2 separate regions of the Mus musculus genome follow, and region 1 is linked to region 2. A link is a contact called in public Hi-C data. All regions are on one chromosome and are shown on one strand. The core of a region is the stretch at or near the end of the contact, and the rest is flanking DNA. Distances in the headings are between cores, read along the strand shown.

The links. A called contact is a pair of places that touch in the nucleus more often than the background predicts.
Region 1: a Hi-C map of liver shows a contact between it and region 2, with 3 times the contacts expected there. The contact joins the enhancer-like site here to the promoter of D630024D03Rik in region 2. A contact is called at or near these places in 1 of 39 promoter capture datasets (the SN4741 cell line), 1 of 15 datasets of contacts at CTCF or cohesin (the G1E-ER4 cell line), 3 of 484 Hi-C or Micro-C datasets (liver and uterus) and 3 of 115 datasets of contacts at active chromatin or transcription factors (CD8 T cells, bone marrow-derived macrophages and liver).

The regions. Positions count from the first base shown.
Region 1 is chr11:31,906,052-31,912,346 of GRCm38.p6, reverse strand. It overlaps Cpeb4 (cytoplasmic polyadenylation element binding protein 4), which reads right to left. Exons shown (of 10, transcript NM_026252.4): 3 at 3,472-3,522. Among named protein-coding and RNA genes, the nearest start is that of Cpeb4, 38 kb to the right of the region's middle. Within about 2 kb of position 4,451, at least 38 of the 459 cell types and tissues checked have an H3K27ac peak or open chromatin away from gene starts, as enhancers often do. A contact at or near this core is called in liver, where this site is marked.
Region 2 is chr11:31,822,760-31,829,639 of GRCm38.p6, reverse strand. D630024D03Rik (RIKEN cDNA D630024D03 gene) reads left to right here and starts at 5,093. Exons shown (of 4, transcript NR_102314.1): 1 at 5,093-5,347.

The DNA of each region.
Region 1 (6,295 bases), core at 3,202-5,701, 83 kb before region 2:
AGTAAGTATACTGTGCCTGCAATGACAGTATAAGGGAGACTTGATCAATGTGAGAGAGTACTACCCATTCAAAACTGTAAGCTAAGCTAATTTTATATTATGTAACAGTTTTCTAAGGCATCTCGAACAGGAATAGTAACATAAATATAAATCTGCATTATTTGAAAAAAGTTGTAAGCTTTTTTTATTCATGATAAAATTTACATAGGATGGATATAATCTCTGGAAAGTCATTGGTACTGACTGTGGTAAAAGTACTTGGTGATATAGATTCTGGTAAAAACACATGCATGTTATTCCATCTCTGTGTAGTAGAAAGTATACTTGTACAATGGTTTGTACTTGTAGTTCATGTTATTAAAACAGTGATGTTCAAAAAAAGTAGTGTTTTGTGTTATTTATCTCAATAGCAAACAAACAAACAAAAAACCAAAAACTCGTGTTTACCCCAGGCTGAGTTTATAGACTCATTTTAAATCCCTTGTTGTTGTTGCTCCCTTTTGTAAAATTTTAGTGTTATTATTCTTAGCTTAAAAATGAATGATTTTAGTTTGACTTCATATGTGTTTGGTATGATGATAAGTGATTTAACTATATTTATTTAATCTTCAACCCTGCGAGAAGGGAGGTTTCTGTAATTCTGAATTTTTCTTCATTAAGCACATTTACTTCCACATGTCAGATTTCCAAAATAAATCCATCCAAAACCTAACCTAAGAGTGTTATTCACAAGAGTGTTTCATAAACATGGCTGAAGGAATAGCCAACGCCTACACCTAAATCAATGTGCTGGAGTCTCACTGTCCTTTTCTAAAAGCCTCTGATTTAAGCCGCTTTTAAAAATATTTTACTTTATATTTTAACTATATGAATTATCTCTCCTGGCCCCACTTAAACAATCTTCTAGTATATTTGACTTTAATACTGGAGAATGAATGAGTCTGGCAGTTCTGCTATCTGGTCTAACCATAGGTTTCATTCTTCGCTACAAATGAAGAGATCAGCATCTGGTCCTACTGGTTTCCTACTGAAAACTAACACTAGGTCACATTTGACCAATCCTCGTTTGTTGGGCCCTCTGAACCTGGATACTATACCTGAGACCCTGGCAATCATGACCTCACATGCTTGGGTCTGGCTTAAGGAGCCAGAGTTTGTTTGTTTGTTTGTTTGTATATAAATATATATTTTTTCATCTTTATATCTTTCAGTTTGAGATGATACTAACCCCAGTCAGTATACTTTTATAATAAATAAAAGCTCTATATAAAAAGCAATGAACTAACCAGTACCCCGGAGCTCTTGACTCTAGCTGCATATGCATCAAAAGATGGCCTAGTCGGCCATCACTGGAAAGAGAGGCCCATTGGACACGCAAACTTTATATGCCCCAGTACAGGGGAACGCCAGGGCCATAAAAGGGGAGTGGGTGGGTAGGGGAGAGGGGGTGGGTGGCTATGGGGGACTTTTGGTATAGCATTGCAAATGTAAATGAGCGAAATACCTAATAAAAAATGGAAAAAAAAAAAGAAATAAAGAAATTTATAGATGCTTCAACTGTCATAGGAAAAAAAAAAAAAAAAAAAAAAAAAAAAAGCAATGAAAAGGAAGTATCTAGGCTCCCTCTATTGTCTATGAACCAATACAATTTCAAAACATAAATACTTGGGGGAAAAGCTTATCCTTATTATTTTCCCTTTTGCCAAATAAGAGTCACTGAAAATTAACTATTCATAAAAAATAAATATTAATAGAAAAAAGAAAGGTATAACAAAAGAATTTTTAAAATTTAAATGTGTTGATCTTTAAGGAAAAGCTACTAGAGAGTTTTTCACACTTCACAAAGATGAATCCCAGAGGCAACTGATCCAACTAAACAACTTCATGAAGTAACACAAATAAAAGATGAATATTTTGCCTGGGATCATTCAGTCATATCCCAAATCTCAACTCACTGTAATTTCCAGTACTTGGACTTGAGTCTGGATCTAGTTTATAGGAAAAGGTAAACCTTGCTCTGTGGACGACGGGATGTCCTCCTTACGCCATCACCATTAGGTGGTAGGTTGGTAGGTTTTAATGTAGATACTTTTGTGCCTGCTATATTATATTATGAGTATATTATTATTGTTCCTGCTAGAATAGTACAGTAGCATTATTTTATAGATGATGATGAAAATCTTGATGACAGTAACAATGATGATAAATTTCTGGCACTGAGCATAAGGAGACCTGACTTTGATCAAAGAGTGAAGTTTTAATGCACTACATAGCTTCCAGAAATGTTGTGGGGCTTGGCACCTCTCACTCATCTGTTCTCTTGCTGATTTTTTGGGGGTGGCTAAGAAACCTATATTCTACATAGGTTACCATTTTCAAGTAGTAACCAAAAGGAGATCCAATTATAATAATTATTTTCAACCACTCGTTACCATGTGAATCAGACAAGGTATTTTTTGTTGTTTCTGTTTGCTTGATGAATGATGAGAATACAGCAAAAATAATTCTTGGACAGAGATATTAACAGAGATTTGAATTATCAGAAATTTGGGGGAAAAAAACCTCAGGAACTGGAACTATGGCTCAGTGGTTAAGGGTGATTCCTGCTCTTTCAGAGGACCTGAGTTCAGTTCCCAGAACCTACACAGCAGCTCACAACAGCCTATAACTTCAGCTCCAAAGAATCCAATGCCTTTTCTAGCTTCCACAGGAACCCACACACATGAGACATATATCCAGACAAATACACATAATAAATCTTAACTACACACACACACACACACACACACACACACACACACACACACACACACACACAATTAGCAAATAAAAAGAAAAAAAGATTTCTATATTCTATCTATTTATTCTAAACTGTGATACCAAAAATATCTATGCACTTTAAAGTTCTTTAATTCTGTGAGTAGTTGCCTTCCCTGTGACCTTTAGCTTTTTTCTGGCATGCACACATAAACAGGATTTGTGGGCACATTACTAGTGTTTGGGTCAGGGAAGGAGACTATGGAAGAACTACAAAGGCTAATACATCTTTCTTCATGCTCTCCTTGATGGTAAATAATACATGACCTTCTCTTTGGAACATAAAATACTGTGTTTCTTGGGCTGCCTCTTTCAGGTTCTAAGTTTCTGGTTACCTTCTCTTTTCATTTGCTCTACAGAAGCTAACTAGTATTTGATGATGGTGGGCTGTCATGGGATTTACACTCACTCTCTTCATTAATTTCAGAATGGAGAATCAAGTGGCTCACAATATTTTTAGAGAAAAGTTTCTATCACAATTTTGAGGGACAAAAGTTATTGTTAAAATAGGTGAGTAACAGCAATCAATAAATGTCACTGCAGAGCAAATGAGTGCCACTTTTGCACTTGTTGAAGCACAAATACTATATTTTCTTAGCCTAATACTCATTTCAGGTCTGTGCACTTCACTAAGGTAAATCAATTATCACTTACCATTAATAAGCAGAGAACTATCGGATCCTGGGTATGAATAGTTTAGACGACCTGAAGGTAAAAGAAGGCCGTTTGTTACTAATTTTTTTTTCATAGATAGTTTAAACTTATTCAATAACAGAGCGGAGTTGGTGGCTTCTAATATGCAAAATATTTACAAATCTCCATTATGGGACATGAATTTGTTGTTCTAAGGAACATAGCTAATCAGAGGATGTGCCAAGCATCGATGTACCAAAGGGGAAGTCTGAAGGTGATAAAGTGTCTCTCAAATTTAGTTACTCAAACATAAGAACTAGCTAAGTAGTAAGGTCATTGTTGTTTCCAAATCACCACCCAAAATATGCTCCTCTACACCATATGTATGCCCTGTAAGTATGAAATATTTTTCATTTTGTGTTGGTTGTTACTTTTTTTAAAGGATGCACTTAACCACAAATTTTCCTATGTGGCTTTTTCCTTAGGAAAAAGGCTTTCACAGGTAAAGGCGTGTAGGAGGCTTTGAATTTGGGTTTTGGGCCATGCAAAGTGAATATTCACTTAACTTCCAAGTTTGAAATGGTTCATAAATTTTGAAACTAAAATCACTATTCAAGCTATTCCCAAAACAGAGCTGTGAAAGCTCTCAAGGTGCTGGAAGAACTTCTCGCCCGGGCAGGGAAGGCCAGGGAATTTCTGTGCCGTTAAGAAACTGTATTTTTGTTTTTTGAAGTACCTCTATATGTAAAGTGAGCTATCTAGACCACAAATCCTCACTGAATACCCATTGTGTACACAATAAGTTACAAAATAAATATTGTTGTGGCAACGTTTTTAAGCCTCCATACCCCATGTACCCATTTTTACCAATCTTCAAAAAAATGGTGGAGAGCCCTCAGCATGTTCAGCAAAGGCTGAAAAACCTGGCTGCTAACTCTCTACAATGATCAGGAGTAGCTGCCAATATCTAATTGACTCTGAAGTACAAAGGTCCCTTTAGGAAATAGCACTGAGCTCTGGCCTCACGGAGCAGTGAGGCTTATGGGCTGTGGAAAAGCAGAGAAGAGGCAGAGACTCTGCCAAGCCTTCTCTAACTGCCAGCAAGTCTCTACTCAATTCAGAGAACACTCTGGGAACCAGAGCTAATGTGGTCCCACCACTCCAACACCATGGACAAACAAGTCTTCAGAAGGAAGTTTCAATGTGAGACTCTTGCCTTGGAAAGGAACTCACAGAAATGCCCCATGTCACAAAAAGAGAAGAATCTGTAACTAACCTATATCCAACACCACAACTGGTTAAACTTTGCAACCAATTTAAAATCAAATAAAGGGGCTTTCCAAGATAAAATTAGCTGCTCTCATTATGATTTAAGCTTGTTGCTATTTAGGGAATGAGTGGAGAAATGGAGCTAAGGAAAAAGTGAAACCTGATTTTGATACTTCAATTTCTGACTAAATATTGTTTTGTTTCTTTACTGTTGATGTGCAGATCAAGTACTCAACTCTGGTAAATGCTACTGGAGCTGATTTAACTACAGCTTGGATTCTACTCCTGTCACAACATACTTAAAAAAAAAAGATCTGAGATGCGTGAAACAGGAGCATGACATGAACCATTAAACCTCACCTGTTTTCTTTAATGAAACATGTCTAGATTTTGTTGCTATGTAATCCTCTAAGGAAATGAGTTAACAGGAGCTATTAAAACCACTTTCTTTCATCATCAAACATTTTTTAAAAATATGAACTAAGAAGACAACACATAAATAAAAGCATTTATATTGATTAAAATTAAGAGCTGAGAAGAGTTGTCTTTGTAATTCTGAGGACATGCTCTAATTTCTTTGGAGCTGACACTGTAGTCAAAGCTGGGGTTGTTCCACATGAACCAGAACGTCTCTTATTTTGGGCTAAGAAAGGCTACAAACAACAATGGGAATCCAAGTGACAGATTACCATACTGCCTGGCCCAGTTGAACAAAGTTCAAATTTACCAGAAACATGTCTTCTGGGTATTTTTGGAGGACAGAGAAATATTTTGACTTCACAGACACAAAAATTTGGCTCAGCTCAGGTATGTGCCTACTTTTAGGTGAGTGACATTTCACAGCTGATCTGCTCCTTAGCCTTCTACTTTGCACCCAAGATACAACATGACACTTTTTGCCACTGTCAGCATAGTCCCAGCTGGAACACTGCCTGTGAGCCTTTAACAGCTTTAACTTGCCTTCTGATAAGGTTTACTGCTAGGAGAGCATCTGCTTTGATCCTGAGAGGCCCATATACTATGCATGTGATATCCTACTAAAACAATCAAGAATTCTCCCTCTACTTTTAAAGAATCAGCAGTGACATTAAAAGATTTTTTTAAAAAAAGTTTCACAGTATTTTCCAATTCTGTAAATTCTTTCTATAATAAATATATAACAAATCTAAAAAGTCATTCATAATTATGGGTACTATCTCTCCTTCTCTGGAAATTCTCCTAAAGTGCCATCATACTATGGAGGACCTGAACCTTCTACAAGCTACCCCTAGTGTCTTTTTGTGCCTTCTGTCTTCTTTGCCCTCTGGATGCCAATACTGCTCATTGTCTTCCCTTTCCTATTCAGTGACTAAGATCCTGACTCGCCCATCCCATAGATCCACAGTGGGATTCATTGCATGCTCCTAGCCAAAGACTGGCTATCATGTTAATGTGTCTTGGTACCTATCTTCCTATCTAAACAGTTCTTTTTTTTTTTTTTAATTCATAGCAAAAGTTAGTTCCAGAGTCGTACATTTGTTTTAAGTGATGAATCTAAATAAGCATTTTATTAATACCAAAAAAAAAAATCACAGAT
Region 2 (6,880 bases), core at 3,844-6,343:
CTTACACACTTTATATTGAACTCTTACAAAAAGCTGTATGAATAAGCCGGTTACTTAGCAAAACCTATTCATAAAGCAACAGTGATGAAATCTCAGGGATTTAAAATGCTCACTTCATGCTCAATGTCCTTTATGATCTGAAGGGGCCTCTAGGCACTGTAAGGCAAGCTGACCTCTAATGTCCAAGGCCTGTGCTGTGTCAGTTAACTTTCCTCTACTGTAACAAAATCCCTGAACCAATCAATTTACAAAGAGGAAAGTTAGCCAGGCAGTGGTGGCGCATGCCTTTAATCCCAGCACTTGGGAGGCAGAGGCAGGCAGATTTCTGAGTTCAAGGCCAGCCTAGTCTACAGAGTGAGTTCCAGAACAGCCAGAGCTACACAGAGAAACCCTGTCTCTTAAAAAACAGAAAACAAAACAAGACAAAAACAGAGGAAAGTTTGTTTTGCCTCAAGGTTTTGGAGGATTCGGGACACTTGCTTTGGTACTGCAGCAAGGCAGTGCACCACGGTGGGAACATCTGTCAGAGGAAATCCACCCACCCTCTGGCTGTCAATGAAGGAGGAGAGACCAGGGGTCACAATAGCTTTGGCGGCACACTCCCTGTGACCTAAGGACTCCTAGCATGCCCTCACAGCTCCCAATATTAGCAAGCTGGGAACCAAGGCTTGACACACAGCCCTTTGTGGAGACTTGAGAACTAAACTATAGCACACATCTAGGAACTCAAGTTCTGTCTGGAAATGACTCATACTAACCCTGCATAGTTCCTGGGCCCAAGGTATCTTGGATATAGGTATGGCGAGTCAGAGTCATACCTATCTAAGTACAAAGGTCAAAAAATGAGAACTAAGTAATTTAAATGTGGCTTTTGTGAAGTAGGGCAGAGGTCATTGACCTGGGTCTATAAAGGGTCTAGAAGTGATGATTTAGAGTTGGAAGCTACAGCTACTTGCTACAGGCAAACAGCCCCAGACAAGGTATAGATAAGCAGGCCTGTGTGTACTCAGGCCACACTGCATGGTAGGTCCTAGTTTGTTAATCCTTACTTGAGCGTTCTTTGCTCTTGACCTCAAGGTCACCTGAAACTTGGAAAATTGAGAACTGAACTAATATGCATGGTAACCCTTCTCTGTTAAATGCCTCCCTGATCAGCCCCCCTTCTGGTCAGGATTAAAGGATTTGCACAGACTCCAATGGGTCACTTCCCTGTCCAGCAGCCAAGGTCAAGGATAACCCGCCTTTCACTGGGGCCTGGCTAATTATTACTGTACAGGTTTAAGAGAGTGAAAGACCTATAATTTTCTTCCTAAAAATGACAACAGGAGCCCTAAGGACTAAACAAGCCACTGCTGACCCCTATCAACTGCATGGCTTCTAATGGCACAGCCACCGAGGGGGCAGTGACAACAGGCCTGTGCTACCCAGCTGGCAAAGTCAGTGGGAAGCTCTGGGCCATCCAACCCAGACCTTGTTTTTCCAGCTGATGCTGCCTGTGTCAGCTAATTCCTGTTTAGAAATGCATTCCAGGGCAGCTGGGTCTTTAAAGTCACACTGCTTGCTCACTGAGTTATTCAAACCCAGATGGCTTTGCGCTAACATGACCAGGAGATTGCTGGCCTGGCTTAGAAATTGCTCGAATGCCATAGAATCTGGATTTCCAACTGAGAACACAAGGCCTGGAGTATATTTGTGGCCTTGTTCCTATGTGACTCCAGTTCTAAGAGGCAAGGCTATGAGTTGGGGTGAGTGTAGGAGAAAATGGAGGCCTTACTGACTGCCACACATCTGAGAGGCACCTTATCCTCACCCATCCCTCATGCAACCTCAGTTTCCATGTGATGAAAACTAAACCAAGGCCAGTGTCATATGGTGTTGCCAGGAGGGTAGCAATGTGTGGGTTTTTGAAAGATCGCACGCGCGCGCGCACACACACACACACACACACACACACACACACACACACACACACACACACTCATGAATGAATGGCAGTCATCATGGAAGCAAGAAGGCCTGAGAATTAATCAAGCTAAAAGTAGCTGGGACCTGGCTCTGGGGAACTGGCAGAATCCAACCTAAACTGGGCTTCCCAGTGCTAACTGGGAATTAAACAGGAGAAACAACCTGAAAGGTGTGAAGAAGCATCTAGGGGAGCCTGCCTGCCTACCGGAGCCTTGCTAAATACTGCTCTCCCTAGGAGCCTGCAGGGGACAGGTCAGTGAGGCAGCTGATTGCACTGGACAAGGAAGCTGGGGCACCCAGGAGAGGCCTGGGGAGACCCATGGCCGGGCATCAGGGCTATGATGTACCGGAAGAGACTTGCATCAACTGACCCATGGATCCTCAGCAGCTGAGTAGCAGTTAGAGAACTGGAAGTTTACAGCCAATCGTTTCAAAAACCATGGGTGGGCACTGTCGACTCCCTGAGGATTTCCATTCTCCTTTTAGATTAGAAAGCTAATCTAGCCCACCTGCTGTGGTTAATGATAAAGTCACTGTCACCTATATCCTCCTTCAAAACCAAGACTGGACACCCCATTTACAGTCACATAACTAAATGTGGGTCACAGTTAAATTGACCATGGTAAAAATGGCAAGGCACACAAAGACCAGAATTAACTCAAACCAAGTGCGTAGTGGGTCTGCGGTGTTTCTGGCGTGGCAACCTCACTGCAGACTTGGTTCTGAGCTCTTTGTACAGCTCATGAGTTCACTCGGCAGGGTGCTGCTGACCGACATCAGAAACACCTCAGCTCACGTCTGAGACCGCTGTGTTCTCGTTCCCATGTTTGTACTGTGCAGACAAAACTTTCTTCTCTCACAAGAACAGAATGGTTTAAGTGAAAAACAAACAAACAAACAAAACAAAACCCCAAAGGCTTCAGATGTACCCTCCCACCACATCTCAGCATGCTCGCAGCCAATCAGAACAGCGTTGGCTTTCACGCAGCCAATCAGAACAGCTCTGGTTTATGCTGTGATACGGAGTTTGATTATAAAGTTTGCTGTTTGGGTTAAATTAACGTCACATTTGAGTTTCATGTTTTAAAAGTATTCAATGAATTTTGTATTGGGATTAGGCCAGAATTCCCAGCAAGCTGTGAAATGGCCCTAAACATTGTTCTGCCTTGTTTTATTACCAACTTATGTGGATTGGCGTTCTCATCATTCACGACTATAAAATCAAAATATTGACCAACTCTGAACAATACTGAAGGTTCTCTGTGTACCTTGACATCAGCACTCCAGCCAAGAAGTAATTTTCTGTGTAAGAATACACAAGCAAATCTTTTTGTTTTTGTTTTTGTTTTTCGAGACATCTTTAAGCAACAGTATAATTATTTGTGTATAACTGGTAAGAATTATTTTAAAATAAATTAAGTTATGATTTACTATCAGTAAATGCTTGATTTTTAACCTAATTTATATACCTAGGGTTTTTCAAGTACAGGGGCTAAAGGGATGGCTCAGTGGTTCAGATCATTTGCTGTTCTTCCAGGGGCCCCAGTTTCAATTCCCAGCAGTCACATGATAATTCAAAGCCATTCATAACTCCAGTTTCAGGATATCTGACTCCTGCTGGCTTCTGAGGACACCAGGCATACAAACAGTATGCATACATGCATACAAAACGCTCATACACATAAAAAAACAAACCTAAAATATGTGTTTATGTGTACATGAGTGTGTGTGTGTGTGTGTGTGTGTGTGTGTGTGTGTGTGTGTGTGTTTTGAAGACTCTCAAGTGCAAAGTCGTAAGTGGTTAGAAAGCTCAGATCTAGACAGCAGGATGGTAGCAGGCCAGAAACAACTGTCTAACCGCTGGCTGCTTTCTCTGACTTCTCGGGGGGCTGAGCATGGGGCTCACTGGTGCGTGTATGCTTAAGAAGTATGAGGTCTCCAGAACCCCAAAGAGGGTAAATAGATACTGCAATTGGAGGGCTGTGGCTATATTTAAACAGAAGGTGGAGGCAATATTCTGAGCTACCTCCGAGGTGGAAATACATTGGTTCCCTCCCATACCCTCCAACTCTAGACCCAGCATCTCTACCAAGAGAGGAAGTTTATCTCCCAAGCCAAAAGACCAAATATAAGCACTGTTTTTGCCTGACTTGCTTGTAAAAAAAATCTCAACTTCTGACCCAGACATCTCCTGGCTGTGTGTCCTTGGGCCCTCTCTGAGCTTGGACTACCATTCCCACTCTCCCAAAACTGAAACCAGGGTAGAATTGGGAATCTTTTTGAAGACTGTGAAGTGATAGATGGGTGTAAGGTTTTAAGCAGAAAAATATTATTTACTTGTTAAGCAGATTAAGACAGAGAACTCCAAATTGATAACAGGTATGTCTCTATTACTCTTCAAAGGACAGAGAGAAATCACCAGCAGACACCATGGGGACCTGGAAGCCCCTGGTTGTTCATAGCTTCACTACTGTTTAGTAGGCATAGGTCAGGTGGGGTCGGAAAGTCTCCTCTGAAATGTGCAGTCAGTTGTGTTCCAGGCAAACTCAACAATCATTAGCCATGTACTCTTGTTTATTCTGCCCCAGCCTGGAATTTGGCCTCTTACAAAACCCCAGCTTCAGGAGAACAGGTTGGGCCAAAGTGTGTCAAGGTGGCCTCCCAGGAAGATGCCGTGTGTTTGCTCAGCAGATGCCAAGTCACGCCCAGCACAGTGAGCCAGATGACCTCTGTAGACACCTATCTGAGAGCTGGGACCGACCCCCGGGACACTCCTTTCAAATCTGGGTGGCTCCACAGCTGTGTTGGATGGCAGGATGCCATGGTAACCACAGCGGTTTTTTGGCTTAGTCATCTGTCATTGGAACATCTCACGCAAACTGAGCAAAATGTGAAAATTGTGAAACTATGAGAATGGAGCAGCCACGTGCCATATTCACCTGCTATGCAGGGCTTCACCCTCTGCCCTCGGGAGATCAGGGGTGGAACACCCAGGCCAGGGATTCAACATAGATTTTGAGGGACACATGTACTGCTTGAGGCATATCTGTGTTCACGAATGGAAAATGCTCAAAACCGTCTCCCTGGCTACCCACAGTCACGTGCCCTGCTCTGATTTTTCCAGGGCAGGGAGTGCGACCTCGCTGCTGAGTTAGCCTGGCTCTTGAGCCGGGCTGATAGAAACTCCCCCAATCCCCACTTGTTTCTGTGTTTAGGGTTTGGCAAACTGGTGTTTTCACTCTCAGGGGCTAGCTCCATTTGTCTGGCCACTTTTCTGACTACAGTGCTGGGTACTGCACCTTTACAACAAGGCTGTGAGGGCTGAGCACTCAGAGGCAGAGGCTGGGGGATCCCTGAGTTCAAGGCTACCCAGGGCTACGCAGTAAGTATCTCAAAAACTCAAATAATAGTAATAATTTTTTTAAAAACTAGAATAAAGTTCTTGGGTTTTAGCAAATGTGGGAGGTGAGAATATTCATATGCTACCCTGGGGGAAATAGCTGAGCCTATTTCCAGTTGGGGTAACAAAACAGGTGTCCGGTTTTCCATCTCTCTTTCAAACTTTCCTACCTTAAGGAAAGGGCATTCAGAAGCCTCATCAAGGCAATTTTGTTGGAAAATTTGGTCTCATTTTCTGAAGCTAAAGCTAGATAATGCTTTGTTCAGCAATACCGTGTTTAGCTGTCCTCATGGGATGGGTGGAAAACAAGGGGGCTTTCTGGACCTGTTTACCTGTAGCATAAAGCCTTAGTATGCTTTGTGCTAGAACCTCCAAGTAGTTGAATTTCAGTTGGGGATTTTGTTGTAATTCTCTTTGCTTTTCCTCCTCCCCACCTTTTACCAAGTATAATCTGCTCTATGACTCTCCCTAGCCGTATCCCAGATTAATTGGGTCAGATGCTGGGGTGAGGCCAGCAGTGTGTGACGAGCCTTGGTGGAGAGAAAGAAGACTGTGGCCTTCAGGCACAAAGGCAGGAATATTGCAACCCCCATTCCGTACAAGCAGCAGCCCCCACTAATGACAATGGGTTCCACGAAAGCCACACTCTGGAAGAGGTACCCAAGTGGGGCTAGCCACAGAGCTGGAAGACTGTCTCAAAACCACACAAGGCCGTATGATTCTAGAATGCAAGTGGTAGCTGTTCGCCCATGTAGTTCGCCCATGTTCGTCCTTGCAGTTCCAACTCATCTTCAGCTCTACTGAAAGCTGACAGCTCAGTCTTGAAAACCCAAAGCTCTGCTCCTGCTATCAGGAGGATTCCTGCATCCATTTATTGTATCCTCCATTCCAGACTGGACTCCTAAACCATGCCACGCCCTATCTGGGCACCAGGGCTAACAAGGTAACTAAGAAATGATTGTCACTTGCAGGAAGCTCATGCAATAGTCACCTTGGGCCTCAGGGAGAGATGCAGTGAGACAGGGTCAGTCTAGATTAGGTGAGCAGAGACCCTTGGAATCCTTGGGAAACAGGTGGGCGGGAACTGCTAGTAGACAGAGGTGAGCTGGGATTTTTCAGGGTTGCAGCATTGTGGTTCAAATGCCTCCTTTCCTCCATTGCTGTTTCTTCATTGTCGGTTTCCATGGAACCCACATTCTCAATATTTGTTTGAATACTACTGTGGTCTCATTTCCTTCGAATCAGCTGAGCTCTGACAGGCACAGGGGGGTGATTCCCTGAGTCATCTCTGAGGGATGATAATGTCAGGACACTTTTGGGGAATGGAAACGGGTGGCATATGATTTTGCAGGGCCTTCTAACCATGGAGCCTCGGGGTCTACTTGGGCCTCTCGCTCCTTGCACAGCTCAGTGTTGGATCCGTTAGGAATGGCTTTGGCTACAGTTAGCTGATGCGTAACCTCATTTATAGCCAGAGTCTAGAGCGGGCAGCTGGTAGCCTTGCTTCCGAGGCTT